4 separate regions of the Mus musculus genome follow, and all the other regions are linked to region 4. Evidence: chromatin contacts called from public Micro-C and promoter capture Hi-C data. All regions are on one chromosome and are shown on one strand. Each heading gives the region's core, a stretch centred on a gene start, on an enhancer-like site or on the middle of the called end of the contact. The rest is flanking DNA. Distances are from core to core; before and after follow the strand shown.

Region 1 (6,053 bases), core at 2,970-5,469, 500 kb after region 4:
TTTCTAGGTGTTTTTCATTATAAAACAGAACTGTTCCTATTAAACACCAGCTCCCCATTCTTCCCCTTCTTTCCATCCCAACACCCACCTGGCCTCTGTTGTCTTGAGTGTGAGCCTACAAACCTCATAGGATCTGTCACTACAAAAAAGAAAAAAAAAGTTTCATCCGTATCATCGCATGTCAGAATTCCCTTCCTTTTTAAGGCTACACATTCCAAAGTGTATCTATACCATGTTGTGTTTATTCCTATGTTGGAAGACCCCTGCATCATTTTTTTTCAAAACAGGGTTTCTCTGTTTAGCCCTGGCTGTCCTGGAACTCACTCTGTAGACCAGGCTGGCCTCGAACTCAGAAATCCGCCTGCCTCTGCCTCCCAAGTGCTGGGGTTAAAGGTGTGCGCCACCACCACCCGGCTCTCTACATCATTTTTAAGAGTTGGTCATTCAGATGCTGGTGTGGATATGGGTGTGTAGACATTGTTCCTATACTGGCCCTCAGCTTAGGACACTGACGAAAATAACCGAGCCCATGATTGATACCAGTTACACAATTTACAACATAGCCCTAGCTTGACACATTCTAGTCTGTCCACCTTGCCTGCTTGTGATAGAGATCTGGATCCCATACACAGGTCTGGAGACCAGCAGCTGCAGTCCTAACTGCTTGGGACATGGAGGTAGGAGGATAGCTGGAGCTTAGGTGCTCAGGGCCAGCCTGGGAAATGCAGTAAAACTCCCATCGTTAGACACCCCCTGACCCCCCACCCCCAGTTCTAGAGATCAGCCATGATAACATTTGCTGAGGGATTTCTTTGCTAGCAATTTTCCAAGTCCTTTGTGAGTCAGCAGCACTTGATGCTATAACAATGCTGTTCTTTGCATTTCACGAATGCGGAACCAAATTCAGGTGTCCAGGTGTAGTCTCTGATGTCTATTTTTTTTTTCTTTTCACGTTGTTGGGTTTGAAAACACTAGTACACTTTACCACCATAGCATGTGGCCTCAAAATGTCAGTGATAGGCCAGTATGGTGAGGTCACTAAAGTATATACAGGTGTTTGTTGGTTGGTTGGTTGGTTGGTTGAGCCATGGTATCAGGTAACCAGGACTACCTGGCTGGCCTTGAACTCATTGTGTAGTTAACAGTAACCTGGAATTTTTATAAAGTCTTACATTGGAATTTTAATTTTTTTGAGTAAAGTTTTCACTAGGCAATCCTGCCCGGCCTAGAATTTGCTGTGTAGATTAGGGTGGCCTTGAATTCACAGAGATCCCCCTGCCTTTGACCCAAGAGTATGTGCATTAAAGGAGTATGTCATCATGGTCAGCCATATCCTGCGTCTTCGTCTTCCTCTAAAGTCCTGGACTTACAAGCATGTCTTTACCATGTCTGTCTTCTTTGCTTTAAAGTGGTGTGAATTCATATTTCTGGCATATCCCAGCCCACATCATTTAGCTCATTTCCTACATATTGGTTGACACAACTACGTATAGAGAAAGTCAGAATGTACTTTTCTAGTCTCCTCCACTCAGACATTATCATTGTGTTTACAAGTGGTTATATGAACGGGGAGCTGTTCTGGTAGGTAAGCCGATAATCTTTCCCTCATATTTAGCTCTAGATACTATGGCCAACAGTTCCTTTATTTTTAAAAGATTTCACTTATTTTTGTTTTATGTCTGCTTGAGATTATGTCTGTATACCATGTGTGTCCACTGCCCTTAGAGGCCAGAAGAGGGTTTTGGATCACCTGGAACTGGAGTCACAGACTGGTGCTGGAAATAAACTTGAGACCTCTGGAAGAGCAGCCAGTGCTCTTAACCACCTCTCTATTCTCCCCCAAGTCACCCTCTCTTTTTTGAGACAGGGTCTTATGTATTCCAGGCTAGTCTTGAACTCCAAGGATGCCCTTGAACTTGTGAATCTCCTATTTTCACTTCTCATTTGTTGGGATTACAGATGTGCTCCACTATACCTGATTTAGGCAATACTGAGGATGGGATTCAGGGCTTTGCATAAGCTAAACAAGCTCCCTACCGAATGACCTGTGTACCCAGTCTACCAATATCTATATATAAACCCATAAAGTGGTCCTTACAACTGCACTGTCACACGGTGTCACAATTCTGCATGTACCTCCCGCTTATTCTGTCCATTACGCCTTTTCCCTTACTTTGCAGTGATAAAGAGGAGTGCAGAAACAGAAGCAGTTTCCTGAGATGAAGCAACACATTTATTTGTTTACAAATTTAATGCTCAAAATAGCCACGTAAGCCAGGCTTGGTGGCAAGGGCCTTTCCCCCATCACTCAGGGGACAGAGGCAGGTGGATCTCTATGAGTTTGAGGCCAGTCTGGTCTATACAGCATGCCCCAAGGCATCCAAGTCTACACAGTATGATGGGACCCCCATCTCAGAGGAAGGAAAAAGAAAAAGAAAGAAAGACACAGAAAAGGACACCTAGTTCCAAGAGGACAGACTGTGGGAGTCCAAATAATTTAAGGTACCTAGAATACAAATCAGGGAGACCTACATCCCTGTGGGACAAAGAGGCAGTAAGGAAGCACTGTTAAAGAAGAACTATTCTGTAGCTGGGCGTGGTGTCGCACACCATTGATCCCAGCACTCGGGAGGCAGAGGCAGGCGGATTTCTGAGTTCAAGGCCAGCCTGGTCTACAAAGTGAGTTCCAGGACAGCCAGGGCTACACAGAGAAACCCTGTCTCAAAAAAACAAAACAAAATAAAATAAAAAAAAAAGAACTATACTGTAATTTTGTTACAGATTTTTGTTACACACACCCTATTGATGCTTCCTGTGAAAGATTAAAGCATCTAACAGGTCCTGCTCTGGTGCCTGGCTGAGGTCCTGTCAGGAAAGCAGCCTCTTAAGGACAACTAGCCACACTGCCCTCCTGGCAGCCAGTTTAGATATTGGGGCTCACTGGGCAGACACCTCTGCAGTCATATGGGCCACCAGAACCTCCGTGGAAGACTTGCTCCAGTCATGATCTGTCCAGACAGCCTCCACCGACACTGAGCAAGACAGCATGGTAGTGAACTCTGATGACCTTGCAATCGTCTCATCCAGGCCAGGGGGAGGCTCTCCCTTGGTGGCTCTGCAGAAAACCTGCGATTGATTCAAACGTGCATGAAGGACTGCCAGGATTGGGGCTAAGACCCTTGCCATAACACCCTTTTCTCTTTATATATAAGCCGACTGAAACTCACGTTTCAGTCAGTGTGAAATACAGCCTCTGTATCCTTTTTTTTTTTGGTATGTCAGGCCTTAGAGGGTTTTTGTAAAAAAAATTTAATTTATTTTTATCAATAGTAGGGTAGGCTGAGCTAGGAACACCAAAAGGCTGAGGCTAGAGAGAATAGAGAGCTGAGGTGAAAGAAGGCTGTGGAAAAAACAGATCCTGTTGCTAAGACTTTTAGGGAGCTGTCTAGCCAAAGGACCGCCTTAGCCATTGTGGAAGGCCAAGGGTTCTGAGAATGTCTGAGGTTAGAGGTTCATTCAGGAGCAGTAATATTACCAAATGCCTGCTGCTGTTCATTGTTGCTCAAAGATGAAAATTATAACAGCTGCCAAGTGCTGGGCCGCTTGGTAGTTAAAGCCCAAGCCTGGAGCTGTAAGTCCGTGGGCCTGCCAGTCTAGTCCCTAGGCCTTGGGTACAATGGCCCTGGAAGAGCAGGTGGACACCTTTCCTACACAGAAGGACCCGGTCAATTGGTCAAAAGCAACTAGAGCGGTAAAACTTGGAGGCGCGATGGTAGGTGCCAGGGACTAGGGGTGGGGAATGGAGGGTTGATAGTTGAATGAAGAAGGTTCTTAGGGAAAAAAATGGAAAGAATTCAGGAGGTGAAAGTTGAGAGTATGCATACACTTAAAGATTACAAATGAAAACATAAAAACTTCAAATTGAAGTGCCAAACTTGAGGTTTTTCAATTCATATAAACCCAGTGCCTGCAGGCAGATTTCTGAGTTCGAGGCCAGCCTGGTCTACAGAGTGAGTTCCAGGACAGCCAGGGCTACACTGAGAAACCCTGTCTCGAAAAACCAAAAAAATAAAATAAAATAAATAAATAAACCCCAGTGCCTGATTTCCACCCACTAAAGGGCAGGCATCTGCGCCTGCTACCCTGCGACCACCGGCAGGTGGCGCCCTGGGCCGCGTTTCCTGATTCGTCGGGGGGGGGGGAAGGGGCGGGACTTCCACCAGCCGGAAGCGGAAGTCTGCTCCTGGCGTCCCGCCGTCAGGTCGCGCGATTTGCGGCATGGCTTTCCGGCAGGCGCTTCAGCTGGCGGCCTGTGGTCTGGCCGGTGGCTCGGCCGCTGTTCTCTTCTCGGCGGTCGCGGTAGGGAAGCCGCGAGGTGGCGGGGATGCAGACACGCGCGCGACCGAGCCGCCGGCCTGGACAGGAGCGCGAGCCGGGCGCGGCGTCTGGGACACCAACTGGGACAGGTGCGGGGACGGGAGGTTTGGGCTCGGCCCTGCTTCCTCACCTCCATCCCGGGATGGCGGAGATCGGTGCTCTGAAGGGAAGGGGACGCTGCGTGCTAGTGGGTCTTGAGTTTGTGTGAATCGGTGGCAGTGCCTGGATGGCGCACCTCCCGAAGGTCTTCGCGCCTGGGCCACCCGTCTCTCTGAGGGACCTCTAACCGCCCGGACCCCATACTCGAAGAGTCCTTGTTCAGAGACAGTGCACCAGGTCTTTGTCCCAGGACCACCATCCTCTGTGGGCCTGAAATTCCAAAGGATTAAGTCTTACTCAGAGTCAGGGTCTTGATAGACAGCCAGGTTTGCCTCACAAATTCTCCTCCTGCAGCTTGGGGAAGATTGGGACTGCAAGCATGCTATCCCTTCAGAGGCCAGAGAACCCGTGCGTGAAGTAGAGCCAAGGGTTGGGTTACCCATGGAAGCCGGGTACAGTGGCATGTATAGCGAGTGGCATGCAGCTTTAATCCCAGCACTGGGAGTCAGAGGCAGGCAGAACTCTGAATTCTGGGCTATATAGAAACACCTTGTCTCAAAAAAAAAAAAAAAAAAAAAAGAAAGAAAGAAAAAAGAAATGACCTGATTTTAAATGTTTCATATTTGCTTGCTGTGTCTGCTTACGTGGATGGATTGGTACAGTGGCCTTGTTAGGTGGGGAAGGATGCATGACAGATGGATCAACAAGTGCCGGAAGGGACTAAAAGGGGCATATCCACTTGGTTTCTTTCTGGTATGCCTTCCTCTCTGACAGTCGTCTCCAAATTTTGTCTGGTCCAGCCCCACACACGGCCCTGTAGCTGCAGCAAGACTTTGGCCTGGTCTGTATATGGGACTAACACCCCAGGTTAGCCTGCTCAGATCATGCTTGAGCCGCCACCACCACCCTTTCCAGACCTTCCTCTTCCACCATTGTGTTAATTTGGGCAGCTCTGACTTGTCCTATTCCTGCCTCCTACATTTAACTGAGTAGCTTCAGTTTCTTCGGCTCCTACGTCCACTCCACTAACTACAGTCCTCAACATTGTGATGGCCACTACCCCAGTGACTGCTCAACACTTAAAGTGTGTTTAGTGTGACTTAGAAAAGAGCTCTATTTTTATTTGATTTAAAATTAATTATAGTAATCCCTCTGTATGGTGGGGGATTGGGTCCATGATCCCTGAACATATCAAACTCTGTGGATGTTCATGATAATGAAGTATTTACAGATAACCTAGGCATCTAGCTTATCCTCCTGTATACTTTAAATCATTCCTAGATTATTTATCACACTCAGTACAATAAAATTGCTACCTAAGTAGTTGTTAAAATATATAGCTTGAGGTTTTAAAAAAAAATCACATACAAAAAGGTCTGTTTAGTTCAGATGCAAACTTTTGAGTATTTTTTGATGCCCGGTTGATTGAATATTGAGTGTGGAATCTTGAGCTACGAAAGACCTAAGTATAGTTAGACTTACTTATTCAACCTGGCCTTTTGTGATCCTTCCGCCTCAGCTTTTCCAGAGTGTGAGGAGTCCAGACTTGTACTGTGAGAAAGCACAGCCAAGGTCCT
Region 2 (6,095 bases), core at 2,544-5,043, 300 kb after region 4:
ACCAACACTCTGGGAGGCAGAAAGCAAGAACAAGTGACAATCAGCTGATAGCAAGTTTGAGACTAATCGGGCTATATGAAACCTAAAGAAAACATCTGACTTATTTCATGTGGATTTGGAAGACAGAGAGATGGAAGACGGGTCTCGAATGGAAGTGTGAACCTCAAATCAGGTGGAGCAGGCCTTTGCACAGGTTCGGTCTGGCCATGACAGGTGGGGCCATGAGAGCACTGTGGTCCTGACAGTTCAGTTCCCAGCTTTAGTTCAAGCCTGAGAACTACTCTTTTATGAAATTCTGGGTTCTAGGAGTTTAGTTTGCTGTTTTAGGGCTCATATGCTCCCACAAGCCACATGCCTCAAGCTCCCAAAAACTGAAGTCTGTATAAAACCCTGAAGGAGACAGATAATGTTCCTGGAATTCTGCAGACCACAGTGGCCACTCTTCCCACCTAGTTTCTGAGCCAGAATTGGGTCAAATCTTCCTTTTCAAAGCAACCACCATGGAAGGCCACATGGCCTTGATGTGACCGTTAGGTACAATGTTGAATGGAAATTGGGGAGCCCAAGCAGGGCAGGAATGGAAGACAGTGGAGTAGAAGTGGGAAGGGTGTCCAGGCAGGAAAACACCTCCCGGGGTCAGTAAGGCAGCACTGCTCCCTGTTTCTGAGAAACGGGTCTTCCAACGTCCACCTGAGGCTACCAAAGCCAGGGGACGGCCCTGACCAAACTCACCCACGCTGATGCAAAGCAAGATGGCCTCCGACAGCAGCCAGGCTGCGTGCGTGGGAAGCTTGGGAAAAACGAGAGAGAGTTGATGGCCTTCCTTGGGGAGAAATCAGCTGTTCCTCACGAGGAGTGTGTCCTTCACTCACGGGCTAATCGCTATCAGCAGAGGGGACCTGGGAACAGTGGAACAGAGGCTGGGAGCTGCTTGCAGCAGGTCAGGTCTATTATCAAGAGGATAATAAGCGCTCATTCTAACAAAGGGTGCTTATTCCAGCCTGGGGACGTTCCAGATTCTCAGAGAAGGCTTCATGGAGTTCCCACCTCCTGTGAGTGGCCTTGTAGTGCACAAGCTGGGCATGAGCTGGGCACAGCTACCCTACCCAGTCCCCAACAGGAGATAACAAGGAAGAGGAGGAGGAGGAGAGAGAGAAGGAGGAGGAGGCAGGATATAGGAGGCACAGAGTCAGGTGACCCAGGGTCCCACAGGAGATACAGCCCTGAGCTTGGCCTTAGACTCTGGCACCTAGCCCTCCCCAGTCCCTTCCTGTTACTGGTGGGACTATATCCTCCCTTTAATGCCCAGCAGGCCAGGCTGCTCAGTACATGGTGTCCATCCTGACCCTCCCAAGAAGTTCACCCACCAGTGAGGATCCCAAGTAGCTTCCACCAATGCCACCAGAGCCCAGCCTAGTATAAAACCAGATCCACACAGCATAAAACAGGACTGGTGGTCCAACCTGATGCTACCCTCGCTGGAGATGGTCTGTGTATCAGCAGCTAGCAGCTGGGCCACTTCTCAACCGGCCCTCTCCAACTTTCCCTGTTCTGGCCAGTGCCCTGTTCTCCTTCCTTCTTCCTTCTCTCTCTCTTCTCTCTCATCCATTCACCCCCATTCACTCAGCAAGAGTGAAGGTTCAGGGCTAGACGTGGACAGTTTGTGGTATGAAACATTTGCTCTCAGTCCTAACCACAATGTAGTCAGAAGAACATACTGAAAAAAAAAAAGAAAAACAAAAACCAAACAAAACCCAGAAAGCATCCTGCAAAATGCCTAAGTGATACCCTTCAAATGATTGGGTTTCCATAAGGCAGCCTGGGAAAACCTAGAGGTCCATGGGAAAGAGGAGCCAGGTCTTATGTGGGATACCTGAAGATACTGGGCTGCTGAGGAGGGAGAGGGTGGGAAGTGGGAATGGGGGATGCAGGCAGTTGAGGGGTAGCAGCAGGCCTTCAGAGCATCGAAGTTGTCTCTGACTCAGTACCCATGGATAAAAGTCAAAATTCTGGCTGTTGTGGAATCCCAGGAATTGGAAGCCAGAGTCTGGGGGTTCAAGGTCACCCTCAGCTAAACAGTGAGTTGAAGCCCAGACAGGGATGACATTAGACCCTGTGTCAGAAAAATAAAGAGGTAGATCAAGAGGACACAGCATGGGAAGGCATCTGTGTCCTGGAGCTCCTTTCCTGCTCCTGTCCCACCCTGCTATCTGTCCCCATCTGGTGCCTGATCTCTCTGACCCCTGTCCATCTGGCTCCTGCCTCCTCTGTCTCCTCCAACCCCTGGCCCTCTCTTGCCCTTGTCTCTTGTCTTCCATTCCCTTGCTCCACAATTCTGTACTTAACACTAACCTAACGTTCCCTGTGCCTCCCCCAACCCTGCCCCCATTTTGATGCTCATTCCTTTATCCCTTTCTAATATCACCCTTGGGGGCACCTTCCTAATACCCGTGAAATATTGTGAGCGAGCTCTCTGGTAGTCCCGAACAGCTGACCCTTTGTATTACATGTGTGCCATTGACAGGTTCCAAGTTCCTCATTTATGTATCCTAAGCAGACTGAGCCCCCATGGGTCAGGGCTTAACCCCATCAAAGCTTTGTTCCATGCAGCCACCCAGGTTCCCAAAGGTTAAACCCAAAGAGGGAGGATCCTAACAGGCCCCAAAGTTAGAGTTCTGATTCAAGGCCCCATGTACGCTGTAATTGAATTCCAGCATCCCCAAGAGGAGCCAGGAAATGTATTCTTGCAGTCTGTGGGGCTGAGCTGACCAGACAGGCACCTTTGGGGGCCTTGTTACTATCAAATGGGGATTTATGGAAGCTAGGGCACTCGGCAGGTGGCCTGGCAGCTGGCTGCCCAGGGCTTTGCTCCAATTAACCTCTCTGGCCACAGCTGTGAGATGCCGGGGCTGGCACAGGACCAGCGGCATGCACCTCTCCTATCCCCAATCTTGCAGTTGGCACTTAGGGTGAAGTGAGTGTCCAGCCCCGGCCTTTTTTTTTTTCCAGGATGACCCCTACTGCACACTACTAATAAAACAGTGGCCAAGGAGAGTGGGAAGGGAGTCATGGAAACTGATCACCTGCTGACTGTTCCCCAAAGGCTGAGCAGAGTAACTCTTGCCAGTGGGTGGAGCAGACACAGAGACAGGCCTAGCAGTAGTTACCAAAGCAACAACCACTTGTTAATGCTTAATGGGGTCACAAGACAGCTGTGGGGCTGCCCCACTGACCCAAAGATCCTTAGAGAGCTCCCCTGGGCTTGCGGGCAAGAGGACAGACAAGGTCTAACTGTGTCTGTTTCTGTCTCCTGAGAACGGTAATGTGCCCTTCCAAACCCTCTGAAAGAGTCTGAAATGGGGAGGCTGGAAGGAAGACTGGCCTGGAAAACTCTATGTAGCTCATGCTGGCCAAGCCTAGCTGTTCTTTGTTTTGTTTTGTTTTTGTTTTTGTTTTTTAAAGAAAGATTGCCACGAGAAAGACACAACAGAAAAAGAAGAAAAAGGGGATTAAAAAGAAAAGTTGCCACTGTATAGACCTGGCTAGCCACCAACTCTCAGCAATATCTTTTTTTGTTTGTTTGTTTGTTTGTTTTCGAGACAGGGTTTCTCTGTGTAGCCCTGGCTGTCCTGGAACTCACTCTGTAGACCAGGCTACTGCCTCCCAAGTACTGGGATTAAAAGAGTGCGCCACCACTGCCGGCTTCTCAGCAATATTCTTGCCTCAGCCACGGGGTTAGGGTTAAGTCTCAAACCCTGGGACAAAAGGCTGAGGTGCCTATTTAACATATCAAAGTGGACCTGGCCACCAGGTTCTCCCAGCCTCAACCAATTACTCAAGGCTTGTATACCCTGCCCCCTTCTCTAAACCTTTCTCCAGCCCAAGATCCTCTGGGCTGCCCTTCCCCCAGCTGCCCTTCCCTATATACTCTGGCCATTTTGGCTATTCCTCCTCTTTGGGCCTCCTAGCCACTATACCTAGTTCCTCTCCTTCCCCTCTCCCTTCCTCTTCTCACATAGCTCAGGGTTATAACCACTCTGGAATCTCCCAGATGTGTCTACCTCTACCTATGTTCTTCCCTCTATCTACAACAAATTTTCTCCACCATACCTAAGAACAGTCACATTCTTTCTTTTTTGTTTCCTCTTCTTCCTTCCTTCCTTCCTTCCTTCCTTCCTTCCTTTCTTTTTCTTTTTCTTTGTTAGGATTACAGAGATGTATCCAAATTCAGCAATGTTCTTTGGAATTTGTCTCAAAGAGCCAAGTCAAGGGGCCCTGGCAGAAGCCCTTAAATCTTACCTATTGAAACCCTCAAAATGTGGCCTCATTGGGAAAATCCCAGGTACCATTATGCGATGTCTCCATTCTTCAAGACAGGGTCTCTCTGTATAGCCTTAGCTGTCCTGGAAAGCTCTCTGGAGACACAGAGATCCACCTGCCTCTCCCTCCCCAGGGCTAGGATTAAAGGTGTGCCTAGGGGATGGCATTGGACAGACAGAGGCAGTGGATCTACATAGTAAGTTCTAGGACAGCTAGAGACCCTGTCTCAAAACAAACCAACTGAAAGTATCCATAGGTCAGCCAGGGTTAGGACAGGCTGGGAACCAAGGTCCGGTGCTTTTATCAGAGGAGGTGGGAGAAGGAAGACCTTGAGGAACAGAAGAGATAAGGGTGGCCAGGCCACAAGCCCTGGAGCCTCTGGAAAGCAAGAGAAGGGAGAATGGCCTAGGGACACAGCAGGCATTGAAGTCCTTTTAGGGTAAAATGTTAAGGGGGTGGAGGGATGAATTACTAAAATGCAAAACTATTCCCCTACTCCCACTTGCTAAAGTATTGACTAGCCAGTGAAGGGCACCAGTGCTGGCATTCTGTCTAGGCTATGTCCTACAGTTTCCTGGCAACAGCCAGGTGCACCTGACTCACTATAAAAGGAGCTGCTTGCCCCCCCCTCTTTCTTGCTCCCTTGCTTCTGCTCCCCCCCTCTCCCCATTCCCCTTCCTCCCCTCTCTCTACATGTTCATGGCCGGCCTCTACTCCTTTACTCTCTCTCTCTCACTTCCTCTCTGTCTCTATGCCCTCAACTCCCTTCCCCATGTCCTGAATAAACTCTATTCTATACTGGTCCCTCAAGGGATGCCTCAGCATGGGCGCACAGAGCCCCCCCCTGCCCCCCCCCACCTGACTGCACATCCACCAAACATATTCCTTCTCCTTATAGTTTTCTAAAACACAACAACCAACTGTGTCTCTAGCAATAGTCACGGTTCTACCCCTGTGGGGTTCCACAAGGTACTTTGCAACTTCATGGCACCCAACCACAGGTCACACACCAGATTCCACTCCCAGCATAAAGGCTGAGGAGAGTTCTCCTCTGCTTAGCTTTAATAGAAGAGACCTGTTTGTCTCCCAGATTTTTTGGTACCTATACCAGTAAGTCTTTGCTTACACTTAGCAATCAAGGCCTAACCGGTGCACTTTGTAATTCAAGTGTTAGCGGGAGAGGTAGAGCAAGCTCAAGGGTTCAAGGTCATCCTCAGCTAGGAGAAAGCTTAAGGTCTGGCGGAGAGACGAAATTCAATTCAAATAACAAAAACAAGCACTGTAATGTATGCCTTTAGTCTCCGTAGGGAGTAGGTGGATTTCTTGGAGTTTAAGGCAAACTTGTCTGCAAAACAAATTCCAAAACAAAAACAAAAAAGATACAAAAGAAGAGGGAGCTCCAGAAACGGCTCAAGGGTTAGCGCTGCCCTTCAGAGCCACAAAAGACTGCCACTTCCCAGATGGCGTGCACACCACTCCCATGCTAACTTTTTTACCTAAAAGTGTGTTCCCCCTGCAGCCTCCCCACCCACCACCCCTGTAGGCTGCCACTGTAGTCCCTTCACCTGGAGGTCATGGTGTTCTGATGATGATGAAGGTGGTGGCAATAACAATGACAATGACAGTGATAAGACATGAGCTGCTTTTCAGTTCACTGCAACAAAGACCTGACCTCCTCCCCACCCCTACCCCCTCCCCAAAAAAAAACAACTTAGAAGACAACCTGGTGTCAGTGGCACACAACTTTGATCCCAGCACTGGGGAGACAGAGGCAG
Region 3 (5,889 bases), core at 1,729-4,228, 410 kb after region 4:
CATTCACAAGCTAAGATGGCAACAAAGCACATTTCTGTGCAGGGCGAGCTCAGTCCTGACCGACCCTAACCAGGGCTCGTTCCATCCAGAAAGAATTTAGCTTTGTAAAATTTAGCTTTGTATCTTTTCCCCCTTCACAAGTGACAAAAGCATTTTTAATGGTTTTGTATTTTTCTTAATTTTGTGCTCTGACGACATTTTAAAGAACAAAAAAAAAATTTTTTTTTTAAGTTGGGATTTGCAGTTTAACTTCTCAGATCCCATTTGAGCCCCAGGGTTTGTCTTATTTATGGAAAGAAATGGTCTTTCTGTCCAGCGCACTGTGAGGCTCCGAACTCAGGCCCGGCTCTGGCCTTCCCTTGGTACTTGGAGCCGACGTTACAGATATATATTAAAATAGTAATTAATAATAATGTACAAAACTTTGGGTTTTCTCGTTCCACCCTTTACCTTAGAAAGACACTTTAGTCAGTACGGCTGGGTATAGGAGGGGGTGGAACCTACGGCCTACACAGGCAGAGACAGAGGAAAGAGTGAGTTCTCTCTGCTGGGTTGCAGAATAGACAAGGGAACGAAAAAGAGTAAAGCTAATATTTGTCTCTAGGTGGGGTGACCGCAGTATCCAGAAGGAATGTTGCTGTTGCCAGCCCAGTTTCAGGGTGGGGGAGGGGACCAACACTTCCTATTTACCACCAAAGCCAGGCGTGGTGGCACACGCCTTTAATACCAGCACTTGGGAGGCAGAGGCAGACGGATTTCTGAGTTCAAGGCCAGCCTGGTCTACAGAGTTGAGTTTCAGGACAGCCGGGGCTACACAGAGAAACCCGGTCTGTGGCATCAGTTCCTAGGACCACAAAAGTAAAGCGTTCCCTGGCTTAAATATTAGTAGATGGGGGGTGGGGCACTCCAGGTGGAAGGGTGGACCTAGTGCTTGAGGGTTCCTTCTTCCTCCACAGATGTCCCAAACACAAGATTTGGGGGTGCACTTCAGTCATATTTGAGCAAGGTATACGCTACTGAAATCAATATAATGTGGTTTTAGCAGTCAGGCCAGGGTCAAAAGCCTGCTTGGGTGACATCCCTAGGAGTTGCCCAAGACATTGATGCCCTCCAGTCCAGTAAACCCTAGGCAGTGCCCCTGTAGGTGTCACATGTCTCCTCTCCTGCACAGAGGATGGGATTGTTTGTGGGAATGACTGGATTCTTTCTGAGACAGGAGAGACCCTGTAGACAGGGAGACTGTAGCCCTGGCTATCCTGGAACTTGCTGTATAGACCAGGTGAGCCTTGAACTCACAGAGATCCTTCTGCCTCAGCCTCTGTAGTGCTGAGACTAAAGGTATTTGCCACACACCCAGTGGCAGGTGGACTCTGTCTCACTGAGGTGACTCTGGTCTGATCTGGGAGCCCTACTTGAGTAAGGGCCACCCCCATGGTAGCAGACATTGGTTGGGAGGAGCTTGCTGGGTGAAAAGCAGATGTGTGGGTCAGTGTATGAGGTGGAGGTCACCAGTATCCAGCTAGGGTGGCCTCAGGCCAACACGTGTGCTACAGCCCACTGTAAGCACTGAGGACATGTGGGGTGGAAGGTCCACAGGAGACAAAAGCTGGTCTGATCCATGCAGTTCCTGCAGCAGGCACAACCCTCCTTAGGATGCTCTCTGAGGGCATTGTCCTGCCCCCCACCCCCCAAGAAGCAGAGTTGCCCACCCCCACCCTGTGACAGACCCCCCCCCCTCCCCGCTGTGAGCAGATGTGAGAGAAGAGTTTGCACAGCTGGGGACCCTACCACAAAAGGGTGAGTTCCTCTCCTGGCCCAGGGGTGGCAGTAGATCCCTGCCACCAGACCCTCAAGTGCCCCAGGGCAAGTTGCCCAGGCTAGCCTTGAACTTTATAATGGGTCTTGAACCTGTGAATCTTGTCTCAGCCTCTCACAGGCTGGATACAGGCCTGCGATTTTAGGCTGTTGCTTAAAGCAGCCATCCATCTGTGGTTAAATCAACACAAACCAGCTGCATACACTTGGTGCCTGCTTACGTCTTGAGCAGAGAATTCCATGGTTGGGGCAGTAATGCTGCCTTGCTTTCCCCCACCCGCACCCCATGTGGGAGAACTCCCTTAAGTTTGTCGGGCTGCAGCCAGCCACCCAGAGCTGTATAAAGAACCGAGCCAAAAACCAGGGAAAGATGTTAAGAGCCTCCTGTTGTCTGCTGTGTGCTCTGAGCTGGGGTACTTCTAACACCTCACCAGGCCAGGATACAGAGAAGCTCCACACAGCAGGAAGCTTGAGGTCATAGAAACTTGACAAACGGCTTTCTAGCAGCTGTAGCTGCTGTAGGTAATGGCTCTATCCTGTTGTCCCTAGGGACCTCCTAGAGAAGACGCGCCTGCTGAGCCACGGGTCGCCTGTAGCACCAGTGGGCCACCCCATCAGCAGCCTCCTACAGCGGGGCTCCGGTGAGCTGAGCCGCCCTGGGGTCCTCACCGAGCGTGAGGCTGAGACTCGGGTCAAGGAGAGCCACTCACCTAGCAAAGAGGATGGCGCCAAACTGGCTGCGCGACCTCCGTCACCCTACTGCAAGGCAGCCCTGGGCGACTGCCTACGCCTGGCAGGCCTACTGGGTCGGGAGTCCGGGAAGCAGACGCCTGATCGGCCCCAGGGCGACGTGAAGGTCAAGGAGGAACGCAGGGAAGACGAGACACCGGACCTCACGGGCGTCAGCGTGCACTCCACAGCTACACATATGGGCCTGGGCACAGCAGGCTTCGTGTGGGATCCGCCGCGCGACACCTACCGGGGCCTGGAACTACCGCGCCGCTCCTTCCCAGCCCCGCCGCCCGCTGCGGGACCTTCTCCCTTCGAGCTCTCGGAGCGCGCCTACCGGGACCGCGAGCCTCACGACTACAGCCCGGAGCGCCTGCAGGAGGTGCGCCGGGAGGAGCTGGAGCGCGCGCGCGTGCCCGATTCCGACGCCGCCGCGTTGCTGCCGGCCGTGCACTACCCACGCCTGGCTCCTGGGGCGCTGCACGGGGCGCTCCTGGCACGCACCCCGCCGGCCGCCGCGGTGCTCGGTGCGCCTCCTCCACTGGTGACTGCGGGCGGGGTCCCCACGCCGCCCGCGCATCCCAGGACGACGCTGGGGCCTGGCGAGGCACGGGAGTACTCGCCCGCGTGCAACCCTCCCGAGGTGGAGGCGCGGTAGTCCCGGCGTAGCGAGCTGGCTCACTTAAATTCTTGGGACCTGAGCACAGTTCCCCTGAGTCCCGGAGCAGCGCCACGCTGCAGCCTACATAGTCGAGGACTTTTCGCTTTTCTGGGGGTGACTTCATTTTCCGAGCTTGCGATTAGGTCACTGGGAAAAATTTAGCTTTGTATCTTTTCCCCCTTCACAAGTGACAAAAGCATTTTTAATGGTTTTGTATTTTTCTTAATTTTGTGCTCTAACGACATTTTAAAGAACAAAAAAAAAATTTTTTTTTTAAGTTGGGATTTGCAGTTTAACTTCTCAGATCCCATTTGAGCCCCAGGGTTTGTCTTATTTATGGAAAGAAATGGTCTTTCTGTCCAGCGCACTGTGAGGCTCCGAACTCAGGCCCGGCTCTGGCCTTCCCTTGGTACTTGGAACCGACGTTACAGATATATATTAAAATAGTAATTAATAATAATGTACAAAACTTTGGGTTTTCTGCCTTATTCTATTATGCATAGTTGTAAGAGGATTTCCTTGGTTTGTTTTTTTAGGAAAAAATGTAAATACTCTGTTGATATAATTATAAAACTTATTAAATTCTTAACCTGGACAGTCTATAACAAGTTTCTAGAAACCCCTCTGGTTATTTGTGTACGTGGTCACAAAAACCCACCCGGCTGTCAGTTGTGAACACACTCAACAGTTTAACTGCAACAACTATCCTTCAACTATGCAAGCCTGGGAGGCAGAGCGGGATATTCAGGGGGAGACGGTCTCTGAGCTTCCTACCAAGGTGGTTGGGCCTTCCGGAGAGCCACACTTGTGGATGTTTGCTTAGACTCACAGTGGGCTTCAGGACTGGCTGGCTCTAGTCACAAGGACCAACCTGCACCCGTGTGCTAGTCTTACTGCAGTGTTCTCAGAATTTGTGCAGGCCAGGCAGAATCTTAGACGTTCAAGAGTCTAAAGGTTGGTTACCAGAAGACACAGTTTTTTTCCTCCCAGCGCCCAGCATCTGGGCGTTGCCCTCCCTGTCACTAAGCCTCTCATCCCTCCTTTGGTTTTGGTTTTGCACTCCTGCCCTCTCCAGCTTTCCCGTGTGCTGTGTGTGTGGTGTGTTGTCAGCTTGTCCTTTTTGGTTCTCAACCAGCACATTTATGCTGAATCAACACTCGGCACCCCGTCTACTACTCTGTTCCGTTCCTTCCAGCCTGGTTTCCGCAGTGGACTCTGGTTATTTTAAATAGTCTGTCTTCGTGTCAGTCGACACAGAGAGATAAATACAACCTTGATTTGGATGAAATGTGGTCCAGTGTTTTGTTTGGCTTTGAGGCAAGTACCTCACTGCCTGCATTCCTCCCTGGGGTATGGGGCTCTGGGCTTCAAGGACATCCCGAGACAGTGTGTGGCTGGCATCAGTCCTTGCTGCTTGTCTCCTTCCTCTGCCTCCCTAGGAGCTGTGCTTTTGTGGCACTTCTGCTGCAACAACCCCCTCCCTGTCTGCATGGAACTCCACTGACCTTATACGTTGGTTGGCCCTGGGTAACAGGTGACCCTAACCATCCTGGACACAGCAGCCCATGTTACCAGAATCTATCAGGTTTTCTGCATGGAACCCACCCTTAGAGTCCCACTTCTTGTGGGTGGGGTTTGTGGCTCATAGGAACATGCTACCACACGGGGTTGGTTTTGATCCCCACTGTCTTTAGCATGGCCCAAAATCAGGTTAACCCTTTATGCAGTAAATGAAAACTTAGAATGCCTGAGATAGGAGTTGGCCAACGATCCCCTCCACCTTTGCTCACACAGATGAAGCTCAGGACCCCCGCTGTACATCTGATTTAGTGTATCTCTTGCTGAGTCTTACTTGGGTCAGGTCACCTCACCGAGTGACAGGGCTGGGCGACAGAACACCAGTGACAAACCACAGCAGTAGTCCACCGGAGTCGAGCTTGGGAAATCAATGAGTTGATTGGGCTAACTTACAGAACATGGGTGACCCTAAAAAGCAGCGGCATCACCAGAAAAATCTCAACCCAACGCGAATGAGAACCCAAAAGACAACTTAGAGCCCCACAGATAAGATTCTCCTGTTGCTCCCCAGCTCTGCTACCTCCATTGTACTTAACACAAGGCTGTGTTCAACTAGGGCAGAATTATATACAACTAGGGCAGAATTATATGCAAGAGGAACGGCATTTTTTTTTTTTTAAAGTGAAGGTCGGCGATCCTCTTTGTCCCATCCTGTGAGGAAATGTCAGATGTTGGAGGTCTTTTGAAAATAGTCACAGCAGCTCTGTTGATGACTATCTATGAGCTACAACCAAGTGGCTACCCAAGCCTCAGAATGAAGGGCACTGTGAGCTCAGTGATGCTTTGGAGTAAGTGGGTGGCAGAGGGGGAACATTCCCCTGCATCCCCAGAAAACCATGAGGCAGATTGGTCTTTCTGACACCTACCTCCTCCCAGGGTAGCCTGGACTAGACTGGGCCTCTCTATGTAGACCAGGCTGTCCTGAAACTTGATATATAGACCAGGCTTGCCTCTGACTCACAGAGATTCATCTGCTTTCCTCATCTGCATCCATCAGAGTGATTCCAAAGCCTGAGCATCAAGTATATACTTTGTGGGCCAGAGAGATGGCTCGGTGGTTAAGAGCACCGACTGCTCTTCCAGAGGTCCTGAGTTCAAATCCAAAT
Region 4 (5,933 bases), core at 1,625-4,124:
CAGAAGGTCAGCACGGGGTGTGGTTGGCTGGGCAGGCAGTAGATGTAGCCACTAGCAGTCTGCTCCCGGCTGCTGCTGATACTCTCTTCCTTCCATCCGGACCTGTCCTTTGAGACCATCCCGGTTTTCTCTGAAGTGGCTACACTGGTGATTTCATGCTGCCTATTCTTGGGAGACCTCAAGGGGGACCGTGCGTCAGCAGCCCCCACCTTTATGCCCTAGTATTCTTCACCTCCTTCTGGGTCTCCTTTTTTTTTTTTTTTTTTTTTTTTGGTTTTTCGAGACAGGGTTTCTCTGTATGGCCCTGGCTGTCCTGGAACTTACTTTGTAGGCCAGGCTGGCCTCGAACTTAGAAATCCGCCTGCCTCTGCCTCCCGAGTGCTGGGATTAAAGGCGTGCGCCACCACGCCCGGCACTGGGTCTCCTTTCTTATGTGCTAACCATGTATCCCTCATCCCTGGACAGCCACGGCCACTTACTCAGCACTAGGTTTGGAATGCCCTTTCAGTCCACAGTGTACTCCTCCCAGACCTCTCTCGCCTTTTATGGGTGAAGGCATTCTCAGATCTCTAGCATAGTCAGTGTTATGGGGCCCTTAGACCTACACAGATGGCTTCATCCCATGACCTGCATTTTTGGTTTGTTCGGAATGGCGAGCAAGCAGTTTTAGAGGAGTAACAGCTCCGTGAGGCAGGGAGGGGTCATGTCCTCAAAATGGGTATTCCTTTTTTTTTTTTTTTTTTGCAGAGAAGTTGGGTTTGCTTTCCAGCAGCAATATAGTGGCTCCATACAATCTGTAACTCCAGTTCCAGATGATCCAACAGGCTGCATTCAGGCAGGCAAAACACTTATAGACAATTTATTTTGGCGGTTAGTGGGATGGCTTAGCAGTTACAAGTGCCTGCTGGTCTTACAGAGGGCCCAAGTTCAGTTCTCAACACCCGTGCTGTGCAGGTTATACCCACCTATAATTCTAGCTCTAGAGGACTCAGCCCTCTTTTCTGGCCTCTGAGGACACTCGTTCATGTATGCATATCCCACACTTAGACACACGTGCACACTCCTAATTAAACAAATAAAATCTTTTTTAAAAAAGTATGTGTGTGAGTGTGTGTACATGTAAGCTCCCTAATGTGGGTGCTAGGAACCTCATTTTTTTTTTTTGCAAAAGCAGCAGTGCTCAGAAACCCTTGTAAGTTTCTAAAAATTATAATGTGTGTGTGTGTTTGTGTGTATGTCATGTGTATGTGTGTGTGTCATGTGTATATGTGAATGCCTGTGGAAGCCAGAAGAGGTTGTCAGATCTGGAGCTAATTACAAATGGTTGTGAACCACCTGATGTGGGTTCCGAGAACTGAATTCAGGTCCTCTCATGGCTAAGCCAACTTTCCAGTTATCCTGGACTTTTTTTTTTTTTTTTAAAGATTTGTTTATTTCATGTATATGAGTACACTGTAGCTATCTTCAGACACACCAGAAGAGCATTGGGTCACATTACAGATGGTTGTGAGCCACCCTGTGGTTGCTGGGAATTAAACTCAGGACCTCTGGAGGAGCAGTCCGTGCTCTTAACTGCTGATCCATTTCACCAACCCCTATCTTGAGCTTTTAAAAAGATCCTTTATTTTAGAGTTTCATGCATGTATGTTTTGGTCATATCCACCTTCTCTTCATTTCCCCTTATTCCCTACAACTTCCACTGGCTCCTTCCTAACACATTTCCCTCCTGTTTTTTATTTTGAGATGGGGTCTCATGTATTCCAGGACAGCCTCAAACATGATGAATGGATGAAGCCAGCATGAACCCCAGATCTTGCTGCTTCAGCCTCAAGTTCTGGGATTATAGCAGTGGTTCTCAAACATTCTGATGCTGTGACTCTTTAATACAGCTCCTTATGTTGTGGTGACCCCCAACCATATTTCATTGGTACTTCATAACTGTAATTTTGCTACTGCTATAAGTTGTAATGGAAATAAATATCTGACATGCCGGATATCTTATATGTGACCCATAGGCTGAGATCCACTGAATTACAAGCTTGTGCCACGAAGCTCAGTTAATTTCTTCCTTTTTTTTATAGTGTTTTTAAAATTATAATCTTTTGTTGGGCAGTGGTGGTGCATGCCTTTATTTAATCCCAGCATTTGGGAGGCAGAGGCAGGTGGATTTCTGAGTTTGAGGCCAGCCTGGTCTGCAGAGTGAGTTCCAGGACAGCTAGGGCTGCACCGAGAAACCCTGTCTCAAAACAAAACAAAACAACAAAACAAAACAACAACAACAAAAAATATATATATAAAATCTTTTTCAAACTCGTACTACAATCTTACCTCCTCTTGGGTCGTGGTTTCTTTTGCATTTCTGTGATGTCTAATGATGCTGGATGTATTTTCAGACTTCTGCTCACTGCGCCTCAGGCGCCTTTTTGTTCATAGGGCTAGTCCCCTATTTCCCACGGAGGCGGAGCACACCCAGAGGATGCGATCAGGTCCGCTCGAGCTTTCCTAAACAGCCTCCCCCGCTGGAGCGAGTCGCCAGGTGGCGTAACTGAGTGAAACTCGGGGTCCGCCCCCAACTGACGAGGCCACGCCCCTTCCCGAGTCTACCGGAACTTCCCCGAGGCCTGAGGCTCCGCCTTGTACCCATGAGGCCACGCCCCAGCCCGCGTGCACCGCCTCAGCCCCCCCAGCCCTTCCCTGCGCGTGCGCCGACTCCCCTCGTCCTGTCCGAAGCGGTCCCGCCTCGTACGGATGAGGCCTTTCGGAGGCGGCCCTGAGGTGGCTCTCCGCTCTCCAAACTCCGCCCAACGCACCTCCTGCATACAGCTCCGCCCCTAACCGCCTGCTTAAGAAGCCGCTTCGGTCCTGCCTCCGCCGTCAGCAGCGCCTCAGCTTCAGGCGACCCCGCGCGGCTGCGAGCGGCCCTACAGGATAGGTACCGTTAGTCCCTCGCCGCGCGCCGTAGCACCGGCGCTGCTACTTCCTGTGCCCGTGGACCCGGATGTGCCGAGCGGCTGCGGCGCGCTCGAGCCTCCCGGCTGTCCTGACGCGGCGGAGCGCGGCTTTTGCTCGCGGTGCAAGCGAACGGGATAGCGTCAGCGGGTGAGAGGCGGGACGGTGGGTGGTAGGCGGCAACGGCGGCGTGCCGAGCGGTTGTGTTTAGCGGTGCTGCTGCTGCTGGCGTCGCGGCGGGCCCAGGCCGCGGCGGCGCTTTGTCGTGGGCGGGCGGGGCCGAGGGGCCGGGCGGCGCTGAGAGGGGACCGGTCGGTGGCTCGGCGCGTGGTCCGGCCTCAGCAAGGCCCTTCTCTGGTCAGCGCTCTCGAGTGCGCCGTTCTTTCTGGGCAGGCGCGCGGCCGTTTCCGAGCGCTCGGGAAGGCGGGGCTCTTAACGCCCGCGGCACCGTTGGTCCGCGGCGCGCGGGGCTTCCTTTCGCGACGTAGAGCCTTGAGCGGAGACAGAGCGGGAAGGACGCCGGGGATCTGGCAGAGCTCCCCGGGCCGGGGCTCGGAGGTGTACCATCAGCCGCCGAGCCGCTGTCTCCGCAGGTCTGTCCCTAGGTCCAGTATCCTGGAGCACCGCGACTTGGAATTGGGGGTTGCGCTCATCCCTGGCACTTGTCACTTGTGCTCTCGATTATACGTGTGGCAAAAACGGTCCTTGTTTTGTTTCGGTTTTGGTTTTGTTTCGCTTTTCCATTTTAAGTCAGGGTCTTACCCTGGAGCCTTGGCTGGCCTTTTAACTCGCCATTTAGACCAGGCTGGCCTTGAGCTCACGAAGATCCGCGATTCTTGTACCTGGGTGTGTGTGTGTGTGTGTGTGTGTGTGTGTGTGTGTGAGAGAGAGAGAGAGAGAAAATGAATGAATGAATATGAATTATACAATTTGGATGGCCACAAGGCAAACCACATGTTAACTTTAAATCTTCTTTTTACGTATTTAGGTTTTCTGAGACAAAAAGTCTCATGGAAGTCCGAATCAGCCTGGACTAGACTCATTAAGTAGTCCAAGCTGGTCTGTAATTCTTAGCAATCCAGATGCCTCCACCTTGATACTGGGTTTGCAGGTGTGAGACATCATGCCTGGCTGTTTTTATTTACTTGCCATTGAGAGGAATCTTTGTGTCCCAGGCTGGCCTCAGATCCTGGCCTCAGGTTATCTTCCTACCTCAGTCTCTTGCGTATCTGGGAGTGCTGGTTCCTGCTGCAGTGCCCAGCCCCCTCTAACCCCCTTAATTTATTTATATATTTTAAAAAACCCAAAAAAACAAAAAACACATGGTCTCACTGAGTAGTTCTGGCTGTCCTGAAACAGGCTGACCTCGAACTCAAAAGAGATCTACCTGCCTCTGCCACCTGAGTACTAAAGGATTGAAGGTCTACTCCACATCTTCCTCCCCACCAAATGTTTAAAATCTCAAGATAGCCTAATATCGAAAGTGTCATTATTTCCTTTTATTGTATTCTTCTAACTTTAAAAAAACGTTTGGCATTATCTAATGAAACTGTTTTAAGTTGTGTAGGTACCATGATCATCCAACAGTACAATAACTGCCTCATAATGTTGTTGATACTGTTGTCCCTGTGAGGCATTTACTGGTGTTTTGGCTTCTGTGTTGGGTTGCTCTTTGTGGCCCACTCAAGGTCATAACATAGCATTCCTCAGAATGGCTGTCTGTTGTTTTCTGGCCACCTTATTTACAACTACATAGTAACCTTTCCTTGGGTTAATCTTCCCCTCCAGTTAACTCTTTCAGCTCTCAGCTGCCTTGTATTCCTGGGTGGGAGGGAATTTTTTGTGTGCTCTCAGTCACCATTTCCTCCATTTTCTGTAGCATCTTTACTTAGCCTTTTGGTCATCGCCTCTCCAGTGATTAGGCGCCCCTGTTTCTGAAGGCTTTGTTCTGGCTGTCCATAAAATTAAAAAAAAAAATGTGTGTGTGTGTGTGTGTGTATGTGTATGTGTGTGTGTGATGTGTTTGTATATGTTTATATTCTGTGTGTGTATGTCTCTGTCTGCCTTGTGTGCCTGACGAGACAGGAGGGTGTCTGATCTTCTGGTGGTTATGAGCTACCCAGCATGGGTGTTGGGATTCAAACTCAGATCCTCTTGAAGAGCACATATGCTCTTGACTCCTGGGCTGTTTCTTCAACCCTGTTTTTTTTTTTTATTTTGTGTGTATAGGTGTTTTGCCTACATGTATATCTCTGTGCCACTTGGGTGCCTGATGCCCACAGAGGCCAGAAGAGGGAATCAGATACCCTGGAACTGGAGTTACAGAGGATTGTAAGTCACCATGTTGGTGGTGGGAATTAAACCCATGCCTTCTAGACGAGCAGGCAGTGCTCTTAACTGCTGAGCCATCTTTTTATTAGCCCCTGTCCATGAGTTTCTTGAGGCTGTTAGCAAACAAGTAGAAGCATTATCTTTTTTATTTGTATTTATTTATTTTTTTGGTTGGTGAGCCATAGGTGGCCTTGAACTATGTAGACCTATCCTCAACTTGAACCTGTGATCCTCTTGCCTCTGCCTTCTGAGTACTTCCATTATAGACAGGTATGTGCTGCCCTACTTGGCTGAACGCTTCATTTTTGATATGTTTAATTTTTGTTAATGTGTGTGGAACTGGGGATCAAATTCAAGTTCCTCCACATGCAAAGCAAGCACTTAACCACTGAGTTATCCATACCCCTTATTCTTAAACATTTGATGTTTTAACACCCTTAGTAAAGGGTGTTAGTTTTTGGTGTCTTTCAAATGAATTATTTGGGTATGGAAAGTGTTCTTGAACGTGGGTCTCAGGTTGAAGGAAGAATTTTGAAATGTGAGGGTTCTTTGTCGGGGAGGAGGAGAGAAGCTAGACCTCAGTGATTGGGTGATAGAAGACCTTTTAGTGTAGCTGCCACTGTTCTGCTTTGGAGGTTGAGCCCCAGTTGGGT

What was found. Hi-C and Micro-C count contacts between places; a contact is called where the count stands out from the background. Capture Hi-C pulls out chosen DNA fragments and counts their contacts.
Region 1: a contact with region 4 is called in a promoter capture Hi-C map of liver. The contact joins the promoter of Pgam5 here to the promoter of Ep400 in region 4. A contact is called at or near these places in 1 of 39 promoter capture datasets (neural stem cells), 4 of 115 datasets of contacts at active chromatin or transcription factors (bone marrow-derived macrophages, embryonic stem cells and memory CD8 T cells) and 2 of 9 other capture datasets (embryonic stem cells and liver).
Region 2: a Micro-C map of embryonic stem cells shows a contact between it and region 4, with 2.2 times the contacts expected there. The contact joins the enhancer-like site here to the promoter of Ep400 in region 4. A contact is called at or near these places in 10 of 39 promoter capture datasets (the 3T3-L1 cell line, 3T3-L1-derived adipocytes, the C10 cell line and 6 more), 1 of 15 datasets of contacts at CTCF or cohesin (the NIH/3T3 cell line), 6 of 484 Hi-C or Micro-C datasets (CD4 T cells, CD8 T cells, the G1E-ER4 cell line and 2 more), 3 of 115 datasets of contacts at active chromatin or transcription factors (all in embryonic stem cells) and 1 of 9 other capture datasets (liver).
Region 3: a Micro-C map of embryonic stem cells shows a contact between it and region 4, with 1.8 times the contacts expected there. The contact joins the enhancer-like site here to the promoter of Ep400 in region 4. A contact is called at or near these places in 6 of 39 promoter capture datasets (the 3T3-L1 cell line, cranial neural crest, embryonic stem cells and 3 more), 3 of 484 Hi-C or Micro-C datasets (the Ba/F3 cell line and embryonic stem cells) and 7 of 115 datasets of contacts at active chromatin or transcription factors (bone marrow-derived macrophages, embryonic stem cells, large pre-B cells and 1 more).

What each region holds. Positions count from the first base shown.
Region 1 is chr5:110,268,065-110,274,117 of GRCm38.p6, reverse strand. Pgam5 (phosphoglycerate mutase family member 5) reads left to right here and starts at 4,219. Exons shown (of 6, transcript NM_001163538.1): 1 at 4,219-4,466. The coding sequence starts at 4,279.
Region 2 is chr5:110,469,174-110,475,268 of GRCm38.p6, reverse strand. No RefSeq gene overlaps it. Among named protein-coding and RNA genes, the nearest start is that of Fbrsl1, 24 kb to the right of the region's middle. Within about 2 kb of position 3,793, at least 31 of the 459 cell types and tissues checked have an H3K27ac peak or open chromatin away from gene starts, as enhancers often do. A contact at or near this core is called in embryonic stem cells, where this site is marked.
Region 3 is chr5:110,360,355-110,366,243 of GRCm38.p6, reverse strand. Fbrsl1 (fibrosin-like 1) reads left to right here. Exons shown (of 19, transcript NM_001142642.1): 19 at 2,365-4,493. The coding sequence ends at 3,202. Among named protein-coding and RNA genes, the nearest start is that of Lrcol1, 19 kb to the right of the region's middle. Within about 2 kb of position 2,978, at least 184 of the 459 cell types and tissues checked have an H3K27ac peak or open chromatin away from gene starts, as enhancers often do. A contact at or near this core is called in bone marrow-derived macrophages and embryonic stem cells, where this site is marked.
Region 4 is chr5:110,767,658-110,773,590 of GRCm38.p6, reverse strand. Ep400 (E1A binding protein p400) reads left to right here and starts at 2,874. Exons shown (of 52, transcript NM_029337.2): 1 at 2,874-3,099. Gm15559 (predicted gene 15559) reads right to left here and starts at 2,642. Exons shown (of 2, transcript NR_152254.1): 1 at 2,329-2,642.